Linked DNA regions of Mus musculus: all the other regions are linked to region 4. A link is a contact called in public HiCAR-type and promoter capture Hi-C data. All regions are on one chromosome and are shown on one strand. Each heading gives the region's core, a stretch centred on a gene start, on an enhancer-like site or on the middle of the called end of the contact. The rest is flanking DNA. Distances are from core to core; before and after follow the strand shown. Region 1 holds the start of Ash2l (ASH2 like histone lysine methyltransferase complex subunit). Region 2 holds the start of Pomk (protein-O-mannose kinase). Region 3 holds the start of Thap1 (THAP domain containing, apoptosis associated protein 1). Region 4 holds the start of Gpat4 (glycerol-3-phosphate acyltransferase 4). Region 5 holds the start of Bag4 (BCL2-associated athanogene 4). Region 6 holds the start of Rnf170 (ring finger protein 170).

What was found. Promoter capture Hi-C pulls out the DNA fragments that hold promoters and counts their contacts. HiCAR-type assays count read pairs that join an accessible place to other places.
Region 1: a promoter capture Hi-C map of hippocampal neurons shows a contact between it and region 4, with 2.9 times the contacts expected there. The contact joins the promoter of Ash2l here to the promoter of Gpat4 in region 4. A contact is called at or near these places in 2 of 39 promoter capture datasets (hippocampal neurons and pre-B cells).
Region 2: a promoter capture Hi-C map of pre-B cells shows a contact between it and region 4, with 5 times the contacts expected there. The contact joins the promoter of Pomk here to the promoter of Gpat4 in region 4. A contact is called at or near these places in 2 of 39 promoter capture datasets (liver and pre-B cells).
Region 3: a contact with region 4 is called in a HiCAR-type map of astrocytes, with 4 times the contacts expected there. The contact joins the promoter of Thap1 here to the promoter of Gpat4 in region 4. A contact is called at or near these places in 2 of 39 promoter capture datasets (liver and pre-B cells) and 1 of 115 datasets of contacts at active chromatin or transcription factors (astrocytes).
Region 5: a contact with region 4 is called in a promoter capture Hi-C map of pre-B cells, with 5 times the contacts expected there. The contact joins the promoter of Bag4 here to the promoter of Gpat4 in region 4. A contact is called at or near these places in 4 of 39 promoter capture datasets (the 3T3-L1 cell line, liver and pre-B cells).
Region 6: a contact with region 4 is called in a HiCAR-type map of astrocytes, with 6 times the contacts expected there. The contact joins the promoter of Rnf170 here to the promoter of Gpat4 in region 4. A contact is called at or near these places in 3 of 39 promoter capture datasets (the 3T3-L1 cell line, liver and pre-B cells) and 1 of 115 datasets of contacts at active chromatin or transcription factors (astrocytes).

The regions. Positions count from the first base shown.
Region 1 is chr8:25,839,348-25,842,047 of GRCm38.p6, reverse strand. It overlaps Ash2l (ASH2 like histone lysine methyltransferase complex subunit), which reads left to right and starts at 1,261. Exons shown (of 16, transcript NM_011791.3): 1 at 1,261-1,466; 2 at 1,973-2,036; 3 at 2,160-2,305. The coding sequence starts at 1,291.
Region 2 is chr8:25,992,675-25,995,374 of GRCm38.p6, reverse strand. It overlaps Pomk (protein-O-mannose kinase), which reads left to right and starts at 1,254. Exons shown (of 5, transcript NM_029037.4): 1 at 1,254-1,288. Gm31402 (a long non-coding RNA gene) reads right to left here and starts at 2,081. Exons shown (of 2, transcript XR_378826.3): 1 at 1,812-2,081.
Region 3 is chr8:26,156,911-26,159,610 of GRCm38.p6, reverse strand. It overlaps Thap1 (THAP domain containing, apoptosis associated protein 1), which reads right to left and starts at 1,442. Exons shown (of 3, transcript NM_199042.2): 1 at 1,090-1,442. The coding sequence starts at 1,160.
Region 4 is chr8:23,207,089-23,209,788 of GRCm38.p6, reverse strand. Gpat4 (glycerol-3-phosphate acyltransferase 4) reads left to right here and starts at 1,336. Exons shown (of 13, transcript NM_018743.4): 1 at 1,336-1,490.
Region 5 is chr8:25,783,919-25,786,618 of GRCm38.p6, reverse strand. Bag4 (BCL2-associated athanogene 4) reads left to right here and starts at 1,410. Exons shown (of 5, transcript NM_026121.3): 1 at 1,410-1,720. The coding sequence starts at 1,448. Lsm1 (LSM1 homolog, mRNA degradation associated) reads right to left here and starts at 1,028. Exons shown (of 4, transcript NM_026032.1): 1 at 902-1,028. The coding sequence starts at 947.
Region 6 is chr8:26,117,977-26,120,676 of GRCm38.p6, reverse strand. Rnf170 (ring finger protein 170) reads right to left here and starts at 1,309. Exons shown (of 8, transcript NM_029965.4): 1 at 1,077-1,309; 2 at 114-237. Hook3 (hook microtubule tethering protein 3) reads left to right here and starts at 1,453. Exons shown (of 22, transcript NM_207659.3): 1 at 1,453-1,719. The coding sequence starts at 1,663.

The DNA.
Region 1 (2,700 bases), core at 12-2,511, 2.6 Mb before region 4:
AAGTCACTGGGGGCAAGCTTACACGAAAAAAGTGAAGCCGCTTCCTTGAAGTTCTCCCTGTCTGCTTGGTGATTCTGATAGAGAATTCGAGCTCTCAGCCTTGTCTGATAGTCACCATTTCAGATCCTTGCTGCCTTATCTCCCCACCATCATGGATTCTTATCTCTTTGAACCCCCCTCAACCAAGATCCCCCCTCCCCTTGCTTAAGATATTTTTGGTCATGGCGGCACTTTCTCCTAACAACTGCAAAGTATCAATGATCTCTAATCCCTAAGTGTGTTTGTTTTAAAACAGCAAATTTATGGTCCGTGAGATGGCCCAGTGGGCAAAGGCGGCACTTGCTTGCCAAGCCTGAGCTAGATTCCTAGAACTCACATAGTGGAGGGAAAGAAAGCTCTTCTCACCATATTGTCCTCTCACCTGTCCAGTGCACTATGCCACATACATGCGCACACATCCGTAAAGCGCACACACACGCGGAGGATGGGGGTGAGGCGGCAGTTTCTATTTTGCTAGGGTTTAGAGCCCACCCATATGCTTGCACTCAGTCCAGGGGTTTAGCTACCAGCAGACATCCCTTTCTTACTCGTTTCTGCCCTTCTCGCTAAGGCCCAAACCTTGCTGAATTCTGTCCTCTGCTAGCACTCTCGCCTGGAGCTCTACTTCCCTCCGTGAACTAGCAATTCGTGTTCCTCGAGCGCACAGCACTTCTAGCCTCCTCTGGCCAGATGTTTCTTTTCCTAACGTCTTTTCCACCCACAACTACCTCGGGCTCTCTGGAATCAGACCTCTAGTCTCTCCAAAAGCCGCCTGGAAACGGGGCTTCTGGCGGCCAGCTACGCAGTTACAGACGCTCCCGGCAGGTGTGAGCCAGAGTGCTCCTTTGTTGTTGTTTGGAAGTTTCCTACGTTTTAGGGTTTTAGTATGATCGCCTGCTCCGCACAGTGTAAAGGGGAGTCTCTCACATCCTCATATGTGCCGTGATTTCCACTCTTAGCCACGACTATGAGCAGGCGTTTTGAATAATTCAAGTCCCAAGAGGAAAGCAAAGGACAGACCTCCTAAGTGGCTCCCTTCAAACCTGGGCAATCCGAGTTGCGCCCTGCCTTTTTCTTTCTTCCTTTCTTTTTTTTTTTTTTTCTGGCCTTAAAGCGGCGGACTCAAAGTGCGTCCTTCCCAAGTAAGTGGCGGGCCCCCCAACAAAAGGTCTTTCCCACTTTAAGAGCGCCGTGCGTGGCGGCAACTCGCCGCATAGATATATTCTCGCGAGAGCTTGGGAAGGAGCAGCGATGGCGGCGGCTGGAGCGGGTCCTGGTCCGGGAGTCAGCGCCGGCCCTGGTCCCGGAGCCGCTGCAAGTGCCACAACGGCGGAGGACCGAGAGACAGAGCCGGTGGCCGCGGGGGCTGGCGAGGGGCCGTCAGCCGCCCCGGGAGCGGAGCCCAGCTCCGGAGAGGCCGAAAGTGGGTAAGGCAATCCACTCGCAGCCCCGGGGACGCGCGAGGGCCCGCCCCTCGTGGAAGCCCGCGGCTCGCGCCGCCCGGTGTCGCCCTCCGGATCCAGGTCCCGCAGCCAACGGCTCGGCCCGCCCGCCCACCCGGTACCCTCCGCAACCCCGCTGGCTGCTTGCTTGTGGACTCCAAGCCGCTCCTCGGCTCCTCGGCTCCCATCAGCACCAGTGTGAGCCAAGAGCGTTTCCCCCTCTAGCGCCCCGGAAGACCTCGCTGATCCCTCTTGCAATGCTTGGTCCTGAAAGCACTGAGGACGGCAGCCTCCCGTCGTTAGCCCAGTGCACTAGGAATCCCTGGGCCGCGAACACATTTGTCTTGCTTGACAACCTCCCTCCTAATACTCAGGATTGTTCTCTCGTGGGCATCCCGTTCAGGACATGAAAAAGATATACCCTCCGTATTTGGACCATTGTGTTTTTCTGTTTAGGAAAGGCCATTTTGATGTTTGTCTTTTCATTATAGGGATGCAAACTTGGTTGATGTAAGTGGTCTGGAGACAGAATCTTCTAATGGAAAAGATACTTTGGTAAGTATTTCCTCTGAGGCCTTTGGAAGGCGAACTAGATTTGGTTTTAAAATGTTTAATCTATTTTTTTTTTTTTAAAAAGTAGTCAGGCCATTTGATTCTCTTATTGCCCTGTGGCTCCAGGAAGGTACCGGAGACACTTCAGAAGTGATGGATACCCAGGCGGGCTCTGTGGATGAGGAGAATGGGCGGCAGTTGGGAGAAGTGGAGTTGCAGTGTGGGATATGTACAAAATGGTTCACCGCTGACACCTTTGGAATAGACACGTCGTGAGTACATTTCATGGCCTTCTAGACAGCATGATCCTGGAGAGATGGCTTAGCATTTTAGATCACTAGTTACCCTTTCAGGGGTTTGGGCTTGATTCCCAGTATTCACATGGCAGCTCAAGGAACCCCAGTTCTGGGGTGGAAGGGGAAATTATGTAATCATATTTCTTTTTTTTTAATTAATTTATTTATTTTATGTATATGAGTACACTGTAGCTATACAAATGGTTGTGAGCCATCATGTGGTTTCTGGAAATTGAACTCAGGACCTCTGCCCGCTCTAGCCCTGCTTGCTCCAACTCTGCTCACAACAGCCCAAAGATTTATTATATGTGTACACTGTAGCTGTCTTCAGACACACCAGAAGAGGGTGTCAGATTTTTGTTAGGAGTGGT
Region 2 (2,700 bases), core at 5-2,504, 2.8 Mb before region 4:
AATTTATTTTATGTGGCTGGGTGTTCTGCGTGCTTATATGTCTGAGCACCACGTGTGTGCAGTGCCCTCAGAGGGCAGAAGCGGAGGAGGTCTAATCCTCTAGAACTCAGTTACAGGTGGTTGTGAGCTGCCAAGTGGATGCCAGGAACCCAGGTTCTCTGGAAGAGCAACCAATGCTCTTACCTACTGAGGGGGTCTCTCCAGCCCGTATCTGAGTCATTTTTAAGTGTTTATTTCAGTGGCATCCAATATATTCACATTATTTTACAACCATTACCTCCATCATCACCAGAAGTTTTAAAGCTTCACAAACTGAAACTATTCATTAAACAGTGTTCTTAATGGTGTTTTTTATATAATGCCTATAATTTATTTCTGAAATACTTGCTGTTATACATCCAGGTATATTTTCTACTATAAATAGCCCTGGTGCTGGAGAGATGGCCCCACAGAACCTGAGTTTAGTTCATATAGCATTGGTATCTGGGGGACCACAATTACCAGCAAGTCTATCTATCACTCCTGGCCTTTGAGTTCTCTGGCACACCACACACAAACGCATTTGTCAGTCTGAGAAGCAAAAGTTGCTTACAGGGATTCTTTGAAGGGAGTTTTGTCGGTTCCTCTAGTGCTTCCTAGATCAAGATTCTGGGTTCTTTAGCATGCTTAGAGTTTGGATAATAAACATAGATGGTTTTTGTTTTTACCCACACACTGTATGTTTTGATTTCAAATCTGGAAAATAAATCAGTTTAGAAGTAGATGATATGTCTGATTTTCCATTTCCCAACCTTACCCCTCCCATTTCACTTCCAGTACTAATACTAGTGTAGCACGCTGAGACCTTCCAGCCTTCGCATGACTTGAGGTTTGGCCCTGAAATCTGTGACGCGCAGCTTGGCGTCTCAGGCCAAAGCTCCAAAGTCACATAGTTTTCAAAGCCAGAGGCATTATCAGTGCACTGAGCCTCACTCTGCGATTTGCTCGTGTTGCTTTTCTGAGGATCACTCTTTGGCAGCCACCGCTTTGCAGAGAGTGTAGAGCTGTAGATCAGGAAGCAGCCCCTCTGAGGTCCCCAGTCCCAGGCTCAACCTTGCTGTTGCAGCCTGGCCTTCACCAGTTTGGCTAGAGGAAATGAGGACCAGGGTATGGATGACCGCGCCTACGCTGGCGCGGGCGTCCACTGTAAGGCAAGAGGCGGCCACCAGGAGGCAGCCTCACGCTCGTCTCCGACCGCTTCCGGCCGCGCAGGCGTCCTGGAATGCGAGCCGGATTTGGTGGTCGCCAGGTAGGCTCCGGGGCGTAGTGAAGCGGGACAGGGTTCTGTGGGGCCTTTCCAAGCCTGACCCTCCTGAGCCCCCGGACCCAATCCCAAAGTGGATCCTCTCATGGGGATCATGAAAACTAAACCGGGTACTGGTGCTGGCTCCTCCCGTGCTTACCGCGCACCCCTCCTCCGGGTGCACCATGCATTCCCTTTGGATGCTCACCACGCAACCCCTCTCCCGGTATCCATGGTATCCCAGTACCATGCACCGGGAGCTGCTATTGAACCATGTGAGCGGAGGCTGTCCGCCATGCTCTCGCTTTCTCTCCCCCTCTTTGTTAAAAACCAGTTTTAGACCTTTAGTAAATTTGATGCCCCCCGCCCCCACCTTCGCCTGTCCAAACTAAATAACATCCAGACTGTTTAAATAGTTATCGGGAAATGAAATTTAGTCTGAATTGGGTGACACCAGCTCCTTCTCGAATTGTGTAAAATATTCTGCATATTGGCAATTCATTTAGTTGACTTATTTCCCTTGACTAACCTAAGCAGTCGACATACAGCAGCTGGTCCTTTTTCACCGTTATCAAATAGCCTTGGTGTTTAAACAGTGCCGGAAGTTCCCGCTCTGCCGACCACACATACTCACTTCTTTAAGCTCTGGGCTGCCTGGGCGGTCCACAAGAAACAGGTGTGTTAATCGATTGCCAAGCAAAGAGGGTTCCGCATAGATCTGATAGTATGGATTCTAAGGCTGGAGAGATGGCTAGTGGCTAACAGCACTCGTTGCAGAGGACCTGGGTTCAATTCCCTAATAGCTCCCCACTGTCCATAATTTCCGTTTCAGGGAATCCAGCACTGTATTCTGACCTCCCTCGGCACCAGGCACACATAGCACATATTGTACAGTGTGCATGCAAGCGAACACTCCTGTGTATAAAATAAGTAGATTGAAAAATATGAATTCTGGGTTCCTGCAGCATTTTGTCAGTGTTGCTGGCCTTTCTTGCTATGGTCAGCTTTTAAAGGGGAAGGATTTTCTTGGGCTCAGCCGTGGGATTCTTTGCTTATGGCCTGTGGTCATTATGCTCGTCGTGGCGGGAGAGAGCGGTGGAAGAGAAAATTGAAGAGGGGAAGACCATGATGGGAGAGGTCATCTTACTTCCTGGCATCCTGGAAGCACAGAGACACAGGCTGAGGGCCCAGTGTCTCCTTCTAGGTCACGTGTTACTGACAGAAGCTTCCTTGTAGCAGACTCTGCCTCCTCGAGGTTCTGCTGCTGTCTGGTAGTGCCAACAGCTGGAGACCAAGTCTTTAATGAATGGGCCTTTGGAGGATGCTCACCCAGACCATAGGGGACTGAACATGCATATATGGTACTGGAGTATGAGTAGTGGGTGAGAATTTTTTTTTTTTTTTTAAGATTGTAAGTA
Region 3 (2,700 bases), core at 193-2,692, 2.9 Mb before region 4:
TTTACCAGTGGATCTGATTTCTTAGCTATCATCTGCATACAGTCAGGAATTCCTCCAAAACCTAACATAAAACTTGTAACAACAAATTTACCTGCCTAAAAATTGTCACATTTTGTGGACTGTTAGCATTAACAAACACCATCAGTAACGCTAATTCTATGACTTTCTTCTTTCAAGAGAGTATTTTTATTTTTCTCTTTAAAAAGATTTATTTATTATATATAAGTACACTGTAGCTGTCTTCAGACACATCAGAAGAAGGCGTCATTTCTCATTACGGATGGTTGTGAGCCACCATGTGGTTGCTGGGAATTGAACTCAGGACCTCTGGAGGAGCAGTCAGTGCTCTCAACCGCTGAGCCATCTCTCCAGAGTATTTTTCACCCTGGCTTCTTGATTGCTGCACCCACTACAAGAACGAGCCCTGACGGCTGTGGGGGTAAAGCTGGTATTCGCTCACATTAACCTTCACCACGGCAACAGAGTCAAGTGTGTGCTATCGTCTCGTTCTTCCTGTGTGTTGAAAGACAGGGGTTCATCTCGACAATACCAAGAGCCTCCTCTAAAGCCCATGGATGCTAAAGGTTGGTTCTTTGACGCTAGGACTTAAGAGTCCTCCCTGGCATCCCGGTCAGCTGCCCTGCTTCCTTCCCGGCATCCACAGTGAGGTCCGAAACCTGTCCTCCTCCCCCTGTGCGTTCCCAGCTCGACTTCCTCCCTATGTGCCACGGCCACGCCGCGGCTTGGGACGAAGAGGTACGCAGGGCTGCGAGAGGCTTCTGGGCGTCGCTCGCTCGCTTGCCCGCCCGCCGGAAACCCTCCGCGAGCGCGAAGGCGCGCGGTCTCAGCCCCCAGCGGAGGCCAAGACCAACGGAGACGCCGCGCGCCCGGGATGCGCAGCGGGGGCGCGCAGCCACGGGGACGCGCCCCCGTGGGTCCCCGCCCCCGCCGGCCCGGCCCGTCCGCCGCCCTGAGCGCCCGAGCGCCCGCCCCGCCTCCTCCAGGTCTCGCGCGGCCACGCGCCGGGCTCCGCCCCCACCCGCCCGCGCGCCCCTGTCGCCGCGGCCGCGGAGCACGCCAGTTACCTACTTGTGGAAGGAGACGGGCTTGTCCTTGTCGTAGCGGTTCTTGCAGCCGTAGGCGGAGCAGGACTGCACCATCCTTCTGGCCCTCCACACTTCCCTTCGGCCCGGGAGGCAGGCGAAGGGGGCCGTCGGGGTCGCCGCGCTCGGCCTTGATAACGCTCGCCGCTCTCGGTGGCGTCGGTCAGCAGTTACGGGGACGATCACCTCGCCGTGGGGTGGGGGTTGGGGTGGGGGAGTGACTACCCTGTCCGTTGTGGGGTTTGCTTTAGCAGAAGGACCACAGCTGTCGCCCGTCTCCCATCTTCAAGATGGCGGAGGCAGCTTCAGCCTCACCTCTCGCGAGGACTCGGCTCGCCGTCTCTGATTGGCTGAAGGTAACGTTCCCAGGGAAGCTGACCATTGGCTGGGGCGAGGCGCGCCTGTGGGGCGTGGTCAGCAGTGCGGAAGTGGGTGGGCCCTCTGCGCCTTGGCCGGAAGAGAGCGCGTTTGTTTGGGATCCTGACTGCAGTCGTTCTCGTAGTGGTGACTGTCGTTAATTTGTCCGGCGTTTTCTGCTGCAGCTTGATAAAGAACGGCCTGTTGGGTCCGAAAGCCTGCAGGAGAACGTGGAAGAGCTCGTCCCTGGCCATACGCAGTTTTTTTTTAAAGGGGGGGGAACCAGCAGATGCGTGGATTGTACAAACCTGTGGTCCACGTTCAGAATCCAGGTGACCGTCTAACTAGACAACGAGGACAAACGCGCATTTCATTTCCTCTAAGCTGGGAAGGAAGACCTTTTTTTTTTTTTTTAAATGTATGTGAGTACACTGTCGCTGTCTTCAGACACACCAGAAGAGGGCATCAGATCTCACTGCAGATGGTTGTGAGCCACCATGTGGTTGCTGGGAATTGAACTCAGGACCTATGTAAGAGCAGTCAGTGCTCTCAACTGCAGAGCCATCTTTCCATCCCTACAGTGCACTTCTGAACGTTGTTACCTTTGTGTAGGCGCAGCGATTTTTCAAGCTGAAGACAAGTGTTACAGGCTTGACCCTCTGTAGTTTGGAGTGTGTGGCGCATTCTCTCCCTTATAAACTATTTTCTGTACCCTTAAATATTGCTTCTCTTAAGGATCTATTTAGTGGCTACCATCTCTAGAACTTTGACTATTGAACCCACATACCATCTTTTCCTAGCTCGTTTTACTTGAGCACACATGGACTTGCCTTCAGAGTTATCAGGTATATGGTTTAATACATTCGCCAACTACTTAAATCTGAAATCCTGGTGTCACTGAGATAAAACAAAAAAACTAGGCTTTAATTCAGCAGAAAAGAACACTTGTTGCTCTTGCAGGTGACCCGGGTTCGATTCCCAGCACCCACAAGGCAGTTCACAACCATCTATAACTCCAGGCAGCTGGGCACCAGGCACACATGTTGTGGGTCAGAGGACAGTTTGTGGGAGTGGGTTCTCTCCTTCCACCTTGTGGGCTCTGGGACCTAACTCGGATCATTAGTCTTGATGCTAAGTGCTCTTATCAGCTGCTCCTAGGACCCCTTCCTCGAGACTTAGGTTAACCTCATAGAATAGAGAGGTTATTCTCTCACCACCATCCTTGAATTCAAGTACTCAC
Region 4 (2,700 bases), core at 87-2,586:
TATTAGAATTCTTGATTTTAAAAACTGCTTCAGTTAATCTGCTCACAAAAATCTGTTAAATCATTTTTGGCTTGGGATTAGGGCAGAATCTCTAATAATTTCTGAAATGTTCATAAACTTACTAATATTGTTTTGTACAAGGTATTTGTGAAACGGTGTTCTCAGCATTGACAATTATAAAATTTAAAACGTTGGGAAACTTTATGTTTTATATCCTTTGGTATCAAATATTTAGCTGATTTCTTTATATTAAGAGTGGCAGCCGGGCAGTGGTGTCGCATGCCTTTAATCCCAGCATTTGGGAGGCAGAGGCAGGCGTTTTTCTGAGTTCAAGACCAGTCTAGTCTACTGAGTGAGTTCCAGGACAGCCAGCGAAAAAACCAAAAATAAAATAATAAATTAATAGAGTGGCAAACACATCCATCTCATTAATATGCAAATTTGCTTTAATAGTTAATATAGGAAAGCTACAAATACATAGCAAAAATGCTTTTAAATAAATTTATTATCATTAAATATGTCTTGTATTCCTGTTATAGTTACATACCTGGAGTTGTGTAAAAGTTTGTGAAGAAATCAACAAATGGAGGTTTAAGTCCTGAATTAGGGGAAAGGTTAGGTACTCTTGGAAGTATACAAAAGCAATAAACTCGGAGGCTGGGAATGTGGCTCAGCTGGTCGAGTGCTTCTTTTAGCATGCACGAGGCCCTGAGTTCCAGCCCCCAGCACTTTATAAAACTTGGGACGGTAGTTTATTCCAGCACTTCAGGAGGTGGAAGCAGTCGGTGCAGAAACTGAAGGTCATTGGGCAATTCGCAGTTTTTGAGGCAAGTCTGTATTACAAGACGTCCTGTCTTAAAAGGGGGTGGGGTGGGCCAAAGAGGCGTGTCCCCCATCCCTTCTTTCTCTTTCTTCCACTATAAAGGACCCACGTCAGCAAAACAAGCCTGTCTTTGAAGCTTCCAGTCTGAGGAGAGGTTAGTTAGAACTGTGGCTGGGTTGGAAAACTGCAGTTGGCCAACCAGCCAATTACGTTAAGAGAAGCTCCGGGATGCCCGGGTAGTGCTGGGATGGTGGCTAACGTTTCGTGGCCAGCCGGAACCGAATCTCACACAAAGTCCCACAAAGACTCAGTAAATGAACCTCGCCATGCCGGGTTCTCCCTCTCCCCGGGAACGATGCCTGTTCTGGACACAGCTCAGACAGGCCCCGGTTGGCTTTCAGAAAGCGACCTCGGCTCACGCTGGCGAGCATCAGTGCGAGGAGCGAGCATCGCCGGAGCCCCGCCCACCCTGGGGTCCTCCGGGAGACCGCGCAAGCGCGGTTGGGCGGGACTCGGGGGCGGGGATTGAGGGGAGTGGGGTCCACGTCCAGCGGCGTAGACAAAGACGGGCGGGCGTACGCACGCTCTTACGTACGCCTGGGCCGGCGGCGGGCAGGGCAGGGCGGGAGCGGCAGTCACCGAGGACTGGAGCCGAGCCTCACGGCCGGTGAGTTGGATGGACCTGGTCCTACCGGACGCCCCCGGCCCCGGGCGGGACGCGGGGTCGGCAGCCGCGGGCCGGGGTCCCGCCGGTGGGGCAGCCGCTGCCGGGCGGTCCGAGCTCCTTCACGCCCGCTTGCCCCACTCCTGTCCTTCGCCAGCCCCGCTCCTCTCCTCCCGGGCTAGCCCCGCTGTCCTCTTGCCGCCTCATCTCCTCTCCAGTCGCCCGGCTCCTTGCCGCTCGGCTCCTTGGCTCAGCCAGCCCCGCTGTCCTCATCCGGCCCTTTCTTTCCCTTCCCTCCTCTCCTCGGCCGCCCCGCTCCTCTCTCCCCGACCGGTTTCTCTCCTCCTCAACCGACCACGCTCCTCTCCGCAGGCCGCTCGCCGCCTCGGCCTGGTGTGGCCCGGAGCTGAGGAACGTGGCTGAGAACCCGGCGTTAGATCACGTGGAAACGGGTTTCCCCCCCAGAATCCGTCCTTTATCCCGTGCTGTGCTCACACTGTCTTCTTTTTCGGGTCTGCCCCCTCTCCCCCTTCCCGCATTGGAGAGTCCCAGTGTCCAGGTTTGCCCCCGGATAGGGGCAGCCCTGCTTGATGCTACATGACTTTCCTGAGCCACTAACTAGAACTGCCACTATTCCAGCCTTCTTCACACCCCAGACTCCCTTTCGCCTTGGTTCCATGCCCTCAGTGGTAGTAGCATCCTACCTGGAAGTTTGACTTATTTATTCACTTTCCATCTTACTTGGATATTACATTGGTGACTCACAGGTTGTAGAATAATCTATGTGAAATTGTCAGGCTTCGCGGACGTTAAGTTCCATCCCATACCCATCTCTTGCGTATTACCGGTAGATAGCCTTTGAAGAACTTTGGTTTCGCTCGTTTTCCTTAATTTGAGCAGAACTTTTAAGAGTCTCTGCAGAGTTAGCGTGTCTTCGAGATTGTATCGCAACCCCGTAAAGACAGGCATAAAAATCACTGCGACCAAAGACTATGGTCAAAACTGTAATCCTGCCTGCTAAATTATCCTTCCTCTTTCTGAGAGTAATTTTTCAGACCTATAATTTGGAGAATTTCAAATATGCAAAACCAGGAACGTATGCTCATTATTATATATGCTCAGTGACATCTGGGGTTAATCATGCAATATCTGCATCTTCATTTATTTTACTTCTTCTGTCTCAGGAAGAAACAAAAATTTAGCACTGGAGCGC
Region 5 (2,700 bases), core at 161-2,660, 2.6 Mb before region 4:
AAAAAAAAAAAGTTATATTCAAGGAATCATACACAGGTAAGAATTCGGGGCGGGGGAATGAAAGTGGAGGCTGGAGAGATGGTTCAGAAGAGCACGTGTTGCTCTTGCAGAAGATCTGAGTTCCTTTCTCAGCACCCACACTGTGACTCTGTAACTCGGTCCATAACTCCAATTCCAGAGGATCCCAAGAAGAGAAAGTCATCTGGCTTCGTGGATACCAATATGCCCGTGGTTTAATTACATGTAGACGAGACATAAATACACAATAAATTAAACCTTTTAAAACCGAAATTGTAACCTCTTTATTTTTACAGGACTAACCTCCTTTTAGTAAAAGCAAAACTGTCAAACAGAAAAGAGTAAGTTTGAAGTGACTTAGCATTCGCAGAAAATCCCGTTATTACGTCCGGCACCTGTCTCTACAACTTTAATCTGAAAGTGCTAATGACCCTTACAGAAAAAGGAGAGTGCTAGTGGCTATACAACAGAAAGCCTACGTTCTCTGCTAATTAAATTCAACTGCTGTTGTCGGGTCTGGTGAGTCCTTTCTAGAAGCAATCTCCATCCATTCACTGTCAAACGCCTTACGAGGGGCGCAGCATCCGACTTGGGAACGCGAAGTGGCTCAGGCGACTTCCTTCGCGTGCTCTGCCCTTCACGTTCCCAAGTCGGATGCTGCGCCCCTCGGAAGGCGTTTCACAGCTTGGGGGGCGGGGGGCGGGGAGGTGTTACCCGCTCAAGGACAGAGAAGGCAGCTTGGGAAAAGGCTCCGTCCGAGGCTGTGAAGGCAGAACCACCCCGCCCGGGCCCAGAGATCACTCTCTGGGCCCTTGTCGAGGGACGCCCACTCGAAAAGGGGTCCCACACCAGGCTTCCCCCGAGGGAGAGGTTAGGTACTCACTGTCGATGTCCTCGATGAGGCTGGCGGTGCCGGGCATATAGTTCATGTTTGAGCTCTCGCAAGGCTGCACCGGACGGCCGCGAGGGCGTCCAGTCGCCCGTCGGCGGGACGCGGACGGGAACCGGCCGCTCACCTGCAGCTCAGACACCGCTAGTCGCCGGAAGCGTTTCAGGTGACCCCACCCACTTCCGGTATCGCCTGCCCGTCCGCCGAAAGAGGCGTGCCGGGCGTGTTGCCAGTCGGTGGCCGACCACGTTCTCTTCCCCTCCAGTCAGTGCAGTGAAGTCCAGGTCGGAAGGGCGGAGGATAGGCGTTTCCTCACGCGTGACGAGCGCTGCCCCTCGCCTCGCTTTCCCGACCCGAGGCCCGGATTGACCCGTACCGTCCATGACCGTTCCGCGCTCGGCGTGCAAGGGGCGGGACCGGCTCGGGATTGGCTGTAGCCGTCCTATCCCCCTCCGCCGCTCGCCAATAGCGGCCTCCCGCAGGCGCCTGCGCAATGGGACGGTCGTGGGGGGCGGGAAGCGCTTCGCGGCAGCGGAGCCCATGTCGGCCCTGAGGCGCTCGGGCTACGGCCCCAGTGACGGCCCTTCTTACGGCCGCTACTACGGGCCCGGGGGAGGCGATGTCCCGGTGCACGTACCTCCGCCCTTATACCCCCCTCTTCGTCCGGAGCCTCCCCAGCCTCCGGTTTCCTGGCGAGGGCGCGGGGGCGCCCCGGCCGAGACCACCTGGCCGGGCGAAGGCGCAGGTGGCGATGGCTACTACCCCTCGGGAGGCGCCTGGGCAGAAGCGAGCAGAGCCGGGGGAGGCCACCAGGTAAGCTTCGAAGTCTTTTCCGGGGCTCCAGTCGGGAAGTCTTGGGCAGAGGTGAGGACATTTGGGGGTTTTATACTTAGGGTCTGTTAGGACTCGGGTCTCTGATTTGTTCTTCTTTTGGGGACGGTGCAGAGACGAGGACCAGAGATGCGAGGGGAGCTAGGCTTGGGTTCCATTTGTCCCTTCGTTTTGTTTGTTTGTTTGTTTGTTTTTGCTTTTTTTTTTAACTTCAGCCATCATAAGTGTTCTTGTTAACCACGAAAAAAAAAAACGAAAAAATATTCTGCGCTGACTTCCTAAGCTTAGTAGCAGGCTGCAGGATCTCTTTCCCGAGAGCGTAGGTTAGCGTGATTGGGCTGTAACAATTTATCCTGCGTGGCTCGGGGAGCTGCAGCCCCAGCCCTTACTCAGCAGCCCCTCCCACGGGGAAGGGATCGAAACGGGGCGGGCTGATCACTTAGTTCCTTATCACTAAAGCTTTGCCTGGAATTGAATCAGGAGGGATCAATGTTGCAAAGTACCTTAATGTTCTATTTAATCATCGCAAGACTGCAAGACAGATGTTATTAATGCTTCCCAATTTTTGAATGGAGAAGGCTCTGAGAGACCGACTTGCTTAGTATGTTTGGACCTGTAACATTTTGTTGCTTGCATACATGCCAAAAGTGTGTTTCTATTTTATCTTCGTATGGGGCTATCATTCTAGGATGGTGGCACACATCTTTTGGCCTTTGTAACATTCTTACTTGCAGAAAATTAATTATAAAATTCTCACATATCCACGACGGGATTGTAAAATAGTACAGTGCTTTGGAAAATAGCTGGGTCGTTCCTAAAACTTCTGACAGAGAGTTAATTTATGATCTAGCAGGTCTACTTGTAAGTATACTCAAGAAATAGAAAACAAGGGCTGAAAAAACAAAAAACGACAAAAAAAAAGTCTGCTGGTGGTGGCGGCGCATGCCTTTGATCCCAACACT
Region 6 (2,700 bases), core at 60-2,559, 2.9 Mb before region 4:
AAGTCCCCAGGAACTGAAGAAAAAAAAAAAAAAAGTGAAGGTGTGCCCTGGGAAGATAACTTCTTCCCAGGCACTGCTAATCAAAGACTGCATGATCTGGTGGTTATGCATACCTTTGAATCCAAGATTCTCCTAGGACTCCAAAGCATATATCTTGTATCTTGTTGTCTTGGAAACGCCAATATCTTTGCATTAAGGTCGACTGTTTATTATAGCATTATTCTTAGACGCCCTAAGCTGGAACAAAGTGCACATCAATAGTAGAACGGGTACAAGGCTGTAGTCACACAATAGGATATTAGACAATCATGGGATTTTTGCAGATAATTTAATATTATTTAAAAGCCAAAGCCACAATACATATCCATTCATAAAAGTTCAAAATCAAACAAAGGAAAATTATACTACATGCATAGTCATCTGGTTAAAAAGCTAAAAGGGAAAGCTTTTAAAATAAAGTAAGTGCCTATCACAAAAATCAGATTAGAGATGGTATGGATGGAAGAACTCTTGGGAATGTGGCAATTCATTTTATTAATATTCCTCAAACATGTACTGCTACGCACTGTTCTGCATGCGACTTAAAAACGTATATGAAACCTTCTACAAGGCTTGTATTAAAAAAAAAAAATCGAAAGTCGGGCAAGGATGCACCTCAATGAAGCCAACTCCTAGCACAAGAAGCAGGCCTTAGGAACAGCAAGGGTCCTTACGCACTGGGGAACTGGCGTCCACCCTCTGTCACTTTGGGTAAAGTTTTTTGTGGGAGAAGGGGGCTCCAAGGAGGAACGCCGGGCTCCCCACAGCCGGGCCAAACCGGCCCCCAGCCTCCGAGACGCGCCCACGTCAGCCGTTCCACCTTCGCCCGGAGGGAGACTCTGGGCAGGCTCCGGCGACTCAGGGAAGGCTGCGCTCCGGCTTCCGGAGGGAAGCGGTGGGCGCGGAGCCTACCCTCGCGCGGTCCCGCAGCTCCCCCCACCGCCACCGCGCCGAGTCCCGCAGTCCGCGGGTCCCCGGCCCGCCCGTGCGGGGGCGTGGCCTGGCACACGCCCGCGGCCGGAGAGGGGGGCGCGTACCTCGTCGCGGCCGAGGAACTACCGGGCCAGTCGGCGGGTCGGCATAGAGCTCATTTCCGGGGACTACCTAGCTACTCCTCCCGTGCAAACTACAGGCGGCTTCTTAAGCCAGAGCGCCGGCGTCAGCGCACGCGCAGTGCGGAGCCCCGGCGAGGGTGAGCGGACTGGAGAGACACACAGACCGGCCGCCACCGCAGGGCCCGGCCGGGGCGCGCGCCCGCGGGCCTTGGACTGGCTCTGGGAGCGCGCCTCTAGGGGCGGGGCTGAGCGAGCGCGAGCGTGCGCAGTGGCCCTCGGACCTCGGGACTCGCGCTACGCGGCGCGGCGGGGCGCGGCGCTCGCGCAAGAGGGCGTGGGCTGGCGGCGCCGGGTGCGCGCAAGGGAGTGCGCGGCCCCGAGCGAGGGAAGGAGGGGCTGGTGACAGTGCGGAGCGATTGCCAGCGTCCGCGCCCCGGGAGCGGACGGACGGAAGAGAAGGTCCGCCAGACGCCCGGTCTGCTGCCTGACCCCTTCGGACTCAAACCCCGAGCCGAGCGGCCGCGGCTTCTGGTTGGTTGAAGGGAGACGCTGCGGCCACCCCAGGAAGATGTTTAACGTGGAGTCTGTGGAGCGGGTGGAGCTGTGCGAGAGCCTGCTCACTTGGGTACGTGGTGGGCAGCGGGCCGGTGGGAAAGCTCCGCCACCTTTTCGCGGACACCGGTGCTCGTCCCGGGGGGCGAACGCCCCGGGGCGACCTGCCGTCACATCCGGGGCTTGGGACGGGCGGAGCTGAGTAGCCGGTGCGGCCGCGTCTACACCCGCGGCCGGGTCAGGGTCAGCAGGGAGAGGCCGGGCTCAGGCAGGCTGGGCCCAGGGTCCAGGAGGAACTTGTCCGGCCTGAGATGTTGGCTGCTGTCCGAGAGGAAACCTGCCCGGTGGGGGCTAATGATGGGGTGCAGGCGACACTGTAATTAGGACTGTTTGCCTTGATGAGGCGCTGGCGTTTCGCTCCCAAGCTCCCAGTGATCCAAAGCGTTGGTTCTGCCTGGGCGCCCGGTAGAGGCAGTCGGGACCCCCTAGTTAAGCGATGCTGCTCGCCTTTGTTGTAGCGTTCAGCCAGGATGGAGTGTAGCCCCTTGAGGGATGGATGAAGCCCTGCCCATTGGAAAATAGTACATTGGCAGGGTGGATAGACAAAACATGAAGAATCACTCAGAGGCAAAACATTTAAAACGCGAGATGCATTTTGACTGTTATAAACGATGTGATGGTACCTATAAAAGGAACCAACGATAAAAATGTTGAACTGGAAAAATTGAGGGATTTCGTAATGGAACTGAAACACATTTTTAAAGCACCATGAGATTCTAATTTGGAATTGATGAGGGTTAAGGTTATCGAATTTTCAAGTAAACATGCAGGATTTTGTCAATAGTCATGGCTTAAACGGCCCTTTTCATTAGCTGGACAGTTAACCGTGTTTGTTTCTGGTTTTCATATGCTGGTTGGAGGTAGGTCCAGGCATATATGCAGAGCCATGGGATAAACCAGGAACATTCATTTTACTTACTGCTAGAAATGTTAGCTGTCCTTTTTAGAAGAACCCAGATACATTTACAGTGGCTATTGTGATACATGTTAATTT